2 separate regions of the Mus musculus genome follow, and region 2 is linked to region 1. Evidence: chromatin contacts called from public HiChIP or PLAC-seq data. All regions are on one chromosome and are shown on one strand. Each heading gives the region's core, a stretch centred on a gene start, on an enhancer-like site or on the middle of the called end of the contact. The rest is flanking DNA. Distances are from core to core; before and after follow the strand shown.

Region 1 (2,700 bases), core at 12-2,511:
TTCCCTCCAAATTCCCATTTGCAGTGTTTTGTGGATGCTTTCAAAGAACTTTTGCAACTAATTTAGTACCGTAGCATTTAGAAAAGAAAATCTAAGGATTTCACTCATTCCTACAATATTTTCTTCTTAATATTACTAGGCTTTGGTTGTAATTACTGCCTATTAAGGCAAATGTTTCCTATTACAGTTGTAGAGTTTTCTTGCCAGTATGAACCACAGGGTTTAGCAGTTTCCATTTAACACGTGGGAAAACTAGGATGGAGACAAGATCTGCCTTTCTTTCAGTTTGCCACAGAGGCAGAATCTAAACTGAACTCTTGATACTGTTGGTTTAGAGCTTTCTTCCAGAACCATGTTGTATCAGTTAGCAGTGACTGAGGACAGATAACTCACAGAGAAGAAAGGTATAGTTTGGCCCTTAGGATGTCATAGAAAGAGTATTAGGCAGGACAATACCAGTTACATTAGGGAAAGGAGAGCTCAGGGTCCCAAAGGCATGTCAGCACTGAATTAAAGACCTGCTTCTACCCTCAAAGCTAACAACTTGTCTTCGTAGTACCACCCTGAGAAACAGGCCTTGAACACATGGGCCTCTGGGGAGGCTGGCTGTGTATGCTATAGTGCATCCAGCTCCTTAAAGCTTAAAGTTTTGTTTTCAGAAAGGGAGTAATGAGGTTGCCCAGACACACTACATGAGAGACCCTGCACAGGTGTATCCTAGGCACGCACCCTCCCAACTCTTAACTGTCTCCTCAGTAGTATTTATTGCCATCAAAATGTAGAAAGGCACCCAATTATTTAATGATGTCTAAAATCCCTTTAATCAAAATCCTTAATTAGTTGGTTTGAAACACCACTTTATTTTTCTGAGATGATCAGAAGACCAAATACCATATTTCTCCCCTAAAGCATTCATCAGGGTTCTTCCAGCTAACTGTGACATCCTGTTTATATGCCATGGGTTAAAAACCACTTTTATGTGGGTTCTGAGATAAATAGGAAGGTTCAAAAGGATGTAGGGACACTAACCACAGTTTTATTTCTCTTCCTCTTTTTGCTGGGAAATTTCTGCTTATTTATTTTTAATTGAAATATTGGTTTATTTTTAATGTCTATGTTGTTAAATACAATATTTTAAAGTCACACGGAAATGTCTATATCACCAGTCACTTGGAAACTGCTTTTGTGCTTTATACACTCGTCTCAGTTACTTTTCTATTGCTGTGATTCGATGCCATGACCACATGGCTTACAGAAGGAAGAGCTTACTGGGGCCATCATGGTGGAGAGTGTGCCAGGAGGCAGACAGACATGGTACTGGAGCAACAGTTGAAAGCTGACATCTATGTGCTCAAGTGGGAGGGGTGAGGAGGGAGGGACGAAGGGGGGGGCGAGTAGTCAGTGCTCTTCCATAGTGCTACATCTTCTCTAACAAGGCCACACTTTTCTCTCTCTTTCTTTTTGAATTTTTAAAATTACTTTAGAAAATATTTTTATTGATTCTTTTTAAATTTCACATCATGCACGGAAATTCCATCATTTCCCAGTCTCTCCAAATCTACCCTTGCATCCCCGCCCCCAAAGAAAACAAACAAAAAGCAAAAACAAAACAAAATCAGATACATACAGAAAAAACATCGTGCCGTGGAAGATAAGGTGTGTCACACAGTACACCAAATAGCCTTACCTGAAATGTTCATTGCAGTGAGGCTGTGGTCTGGCTAGAAGCCTCTGGCTTTTGCTACCCCATCAACCCTGGATCCTCACCGTCTCTTAGATATCCTGTTGTTGCCCCATGTCATGGCAATCTTGCAGCTTTGGTTCTGTAACACAGAAGACCACATTTCTCAATCCTTCCCAAGGCATTCCACCCATGGGGAACCAAGAGTTCAAACATGGGCCTTGGGACCCATTCCCATTCAGATCACCACACTGTGGAAGTCACAGCATGCTCCATCTCTAAGTGACCACAGCTTAATGAGTTAGTGATAAATGTGGTGGGTTCCTTATTATGATTATGTGAGCACATTATCTCAGGTCAGTTTTGTTCTATCCAGTAGTATGAGCTGGGTGGTACTGGGTCTTATGGATAGTAGGCAGACATTCTACCACTGAGCTGTTTCTCGTGTGTGTGTGTGTGTGTGTGTGTGTGTGTGTGTGTGTGTGTGTGTATGTGTGTGTGTATGTGTGCGTGTATTCCTTTAAAATTTATTTTTTATTAGTTGCTTAAGAATTTTATACAATGTAGTTTGATCATATTCACTTTCAACTCCTTCCAGATTCACCTGCATCTCTGGATCAGACTTGTCATGGTTTTTAAATTTATGATGCATAGGCTCTCATTTGTGCTGCCCATATATGTGTGGGTGTGGGCCACCCCACATGCCTCACACTTAGTGTTTAATCAGCAGGCCTTGGTTGATTAGCTTAGGGTTTTCCACTTGCTACAGTGCTGTGTATCGTTTTTCATGGATACATATAGACATTTTATGTAGCTTTCCCTAGGGAGATAACAACAGTGAACCAATGGAGGCACGTTCTGAGTATGGCTTTTCCGAGGCTAATTGGCGCAGCCTCAGCTCCCTTTCTGTATGATTCTGCTGAGCTTCACTTTCCGCTGCAGAATGGACGGTGGTAATAATGAGGAAACCTGCTTTCAGTTATACAGTACAGCATAATTTGGTTTGTTTAAGTCCTGTT
Region 2 (2,700 bases), core at 155-2,654, 260 kb before region 1:
GTGGAGGCCAGAGAGGTCAACCTCAGATGTCTCCCTCAGTAGCTCTCTACCTGAGTTTTCAGAATAGGATAGCTCAGTGAGTCTCGAATTTCCCAACTGGCTTCACTGGCTGACCATCAAGCCCCAATGAGTTTTCAGGTCTCATTCTCCCAGTTCTGGGATTAGTGATACACGCGGTCATGCCTAGCTTTTTAAATGTGAGTATTGGGGATCAAATATAGGTCCCCTCACTTATGTAAGTAACTGATCCATTTCTCCAGCCCCACAATGCTCATTTTAAAGATCCGTGAGTATTTACTTTAATATAGAAACCAGTTCGACGATTTCATTTTCCTTGACATTTTCTGATTTCCATATATACATATATATGCATACATTTTTCTCCTCTTTTAAAACATATCGGGTTAGGTTTGCGTTGTAGTGTTTGCTGTTTGCTTAAGAATTTCCTGGCGTATGAGGCTGTAAAGAGCTGAGTGCAGGCAGCTTTCACTGGAAGTCCCACGTCACCATAAAAGCCTGTACTACTTTGGATTACTGCATGGCGGATTAAAAACCCGCGGATCAGTTCTAGGTTAGCCCTGATTAACTCCCCTGGGTGTTTCTGGGCCAGAGAGGGTGCTTGTTAGACTCAAACCTATACTTGTAGTCAGAGTTCACTGAACAAAGAGTTAATTTTTACTTAAATCGAAATCGGGCTAATCATGAAGCTGCCAGGAATGATCTGGAATATGAACTAAAGTGTGCCTGCAGTCGCGTCAGCTGAACCTTCTACCCCCACGGTTCTGTCTGCCCACATGCTTCTGTCTATCAGCCTTGGCCTCCGGATCCGCTCTCACGTCATTGGTTGGATTTCAGGAAGGAAGAAACCCAGGATTTAAAGGGCTCAGTTTTCCACCTGCCAGGCCGGGTCCAACTTGCCTTTGACACATATTTAGGGGAATTTCTACCAGTTCTTCATTTACTACACTGCTTGGTTACAGGAAACAAAGTCCCTGAGGGTGTCACCTTGACAATTTCCAAAACCGAAACTTGCGCTCAAGACTAGATCCACACTGAGTCTGCGAGGCAGAGTCCCTGCCCAGGTCATCAGAGCCAGCCCCGCGGGTAGGAGCGAGGGAGGGGCCTGGAATGGGCGTGGCTTTCCGTGGGAGAGTAGGACTTTGCCCCACCTCCTAAGAAGCCTGCTCTGCTTCCAGCCAGTCAGGTTGCTCTATGCAAATAGAGCCCGGGTCACCCCGGTAACCATGGTGTATGGCAGCCAATGGAAAACAGCCAGTGGCGACCTCGCTCCAGGATTGGTACCGAAGTAAGGCGACAGGGATCCAATGGACTGTGGGAACAGTCCTCGGCGGGTTGAGGGGCGGAGATATGCAAATATGGTTTGAAAAGCCGGCGGGAAATCTGAGTTTCGCGGGAGGACCTTGGCGCGTAAACCGTATCCCTTCATTCATTGTCAGCAGCAGCTTCCTGGAGCCATTTTTCAGCTGCCGGCCGCAGCACCCGGGCTGCCGCCACCGCCTCGCAATCCGTTGCATCGGCTGCCCCCGACGCCTCCATCCCTCCTCGGGGCCTGATATCCGTGCGGCCGGGACCCTCCTCTCTCCAGACCCCCGATTATTTTTGGCCCCCGGGGCCTGTGCGGTGCGGAAAAATAAAAAGAAAAGAGAGAGAGAGGGTTCGGAAGCGCCGGGAGGGGAGGCGAGAAGGAGAGACTTGGAAACTCCGGCTGCAAATAATAAAAGAAATTGAAAGCAATACGTTAATATATCGTAACACTAAAAAAGAGCAGGAGCGAGAGATGAGAAAGGGGATCCAGCCCGCCCTGGAGCAGTACCTGGTGACCGCCGGGGGTGGGGAGGGGGCGGCTGTCGTCGCCGCCGCCGCTGCAGCCTCCATGGACAAAAGGGCACTGCTAGCCAGCCCCGGCTTCGCCGCCGCCGCCGCCCCGGGCACGTACATCCAGATCCTCACTACGAACCCTTCCACCACGTCCTGTGCCACCTCCCTCCAAAGTGGCGCCCTGACCGCCGGCCCCCTTCTCCCCAGTGTCCCCGGCACGGAGCCGGCCGCCAGCAGCCTCTACACCACGCCACAAGGACCCTCCAGCAGAGTCGGGCTGCTGCAGCAGCCACCAGCACCAGGACGCGGCGGCGGCGGTGGCCCACCGGTAATACCCTCCTCAGCGTCCCTAGCCCAGGTGGGAGGCGGGCTCCCGGGAGCGGTGGCGGCGGGAGCGCGAGGCTGAGCATCGTGGGCCTCGTTGCTGTCCCTTCCAGCGTGTGCTTATTGTTAGACTCGGGGTGCTTTCCTGCGGACGTTGGGAGGACGTGGGGGCCTGGGCAGGCACGCGGGGCAGTGGGGAGTCCCTCTTTGAGAACCACATCCAACACTCCAAAACTTTTCGCGCCCCCCCCCCCTCCACTTCTTTTCCTGCACTTTTCCCTACCCCCACTCTCCCCTCCCTTGCAACTCGAAGCTTCCTCTTTCTCGGGCGTAGGAAGGGGTCACGCCCCGGATGGAGAAGGGGGTGGGGGAGGGAGTAGTGCACTGGAGAGTGGGGGACCCCAGAGGATGTAAACTGGGGGACCCGAGGCGTGCAAGCCTCCTCTCCTGTCTCTGCTGCCCCTGGGCGACTGGGGGTCCCGCAGGCGTGCTCCGAGCGCAGGGGCGCCAGTGCCTGGCACCTTTGGGGACCTAGCT

What was found. HiChIP or PLAC-seq counts read pairs in DNA pulled down with a chosen protein or histone mark.
Region 2: a contact with region 1 is called in an H3K4me3 HiChIP or PLAC-seq map of pro-B cells, with 4 times the contacts expected there. The contact joins the promoter of E2f3 here to the enhancer-like site in region 1. A contact is called at or near these places in 2 of 484 Hi-C or Micro-C datasets (large pre-B cells and spermatogonial stem cells) and 2 of 115 datasets of contacts at active chromatin or transcription factors (the 230-238 cell line and pro-B cells).

Annotation. Positions count from the first base shown.
Region 1 is chr13:29,724,907-29,727,606 of GRCm38.p6, reverse strand. The region is part of intron 5 of Cdkal1 (CDK5 regulatory subunit associated protein 1-like 1); the gene reads left to right. Among named protein-coding and RNA genes, the nearest start is that of Cdkal1, 130 kb to the left of the region's middle. Within about 2 kb of position 1,261, at least 28 of the 459 cell types and tissues checked have an H3K27ac peak or open chromatin away from gene starts, as enhancers often do. A contact at or near this core is called in the 230-238 cell line and pro-B cells, where this site is marked.
Region 2 is chr13:29,984,767-29,987,466 of GRCm38.p6, reverse strand. E2f3 (E2F transcription factor 3) reads left to right here and starts at 1,404. Exons shown (of 7, transcript NM_010093.3): 1 at 1,404-2,167. The coding sequence starts at 1,799.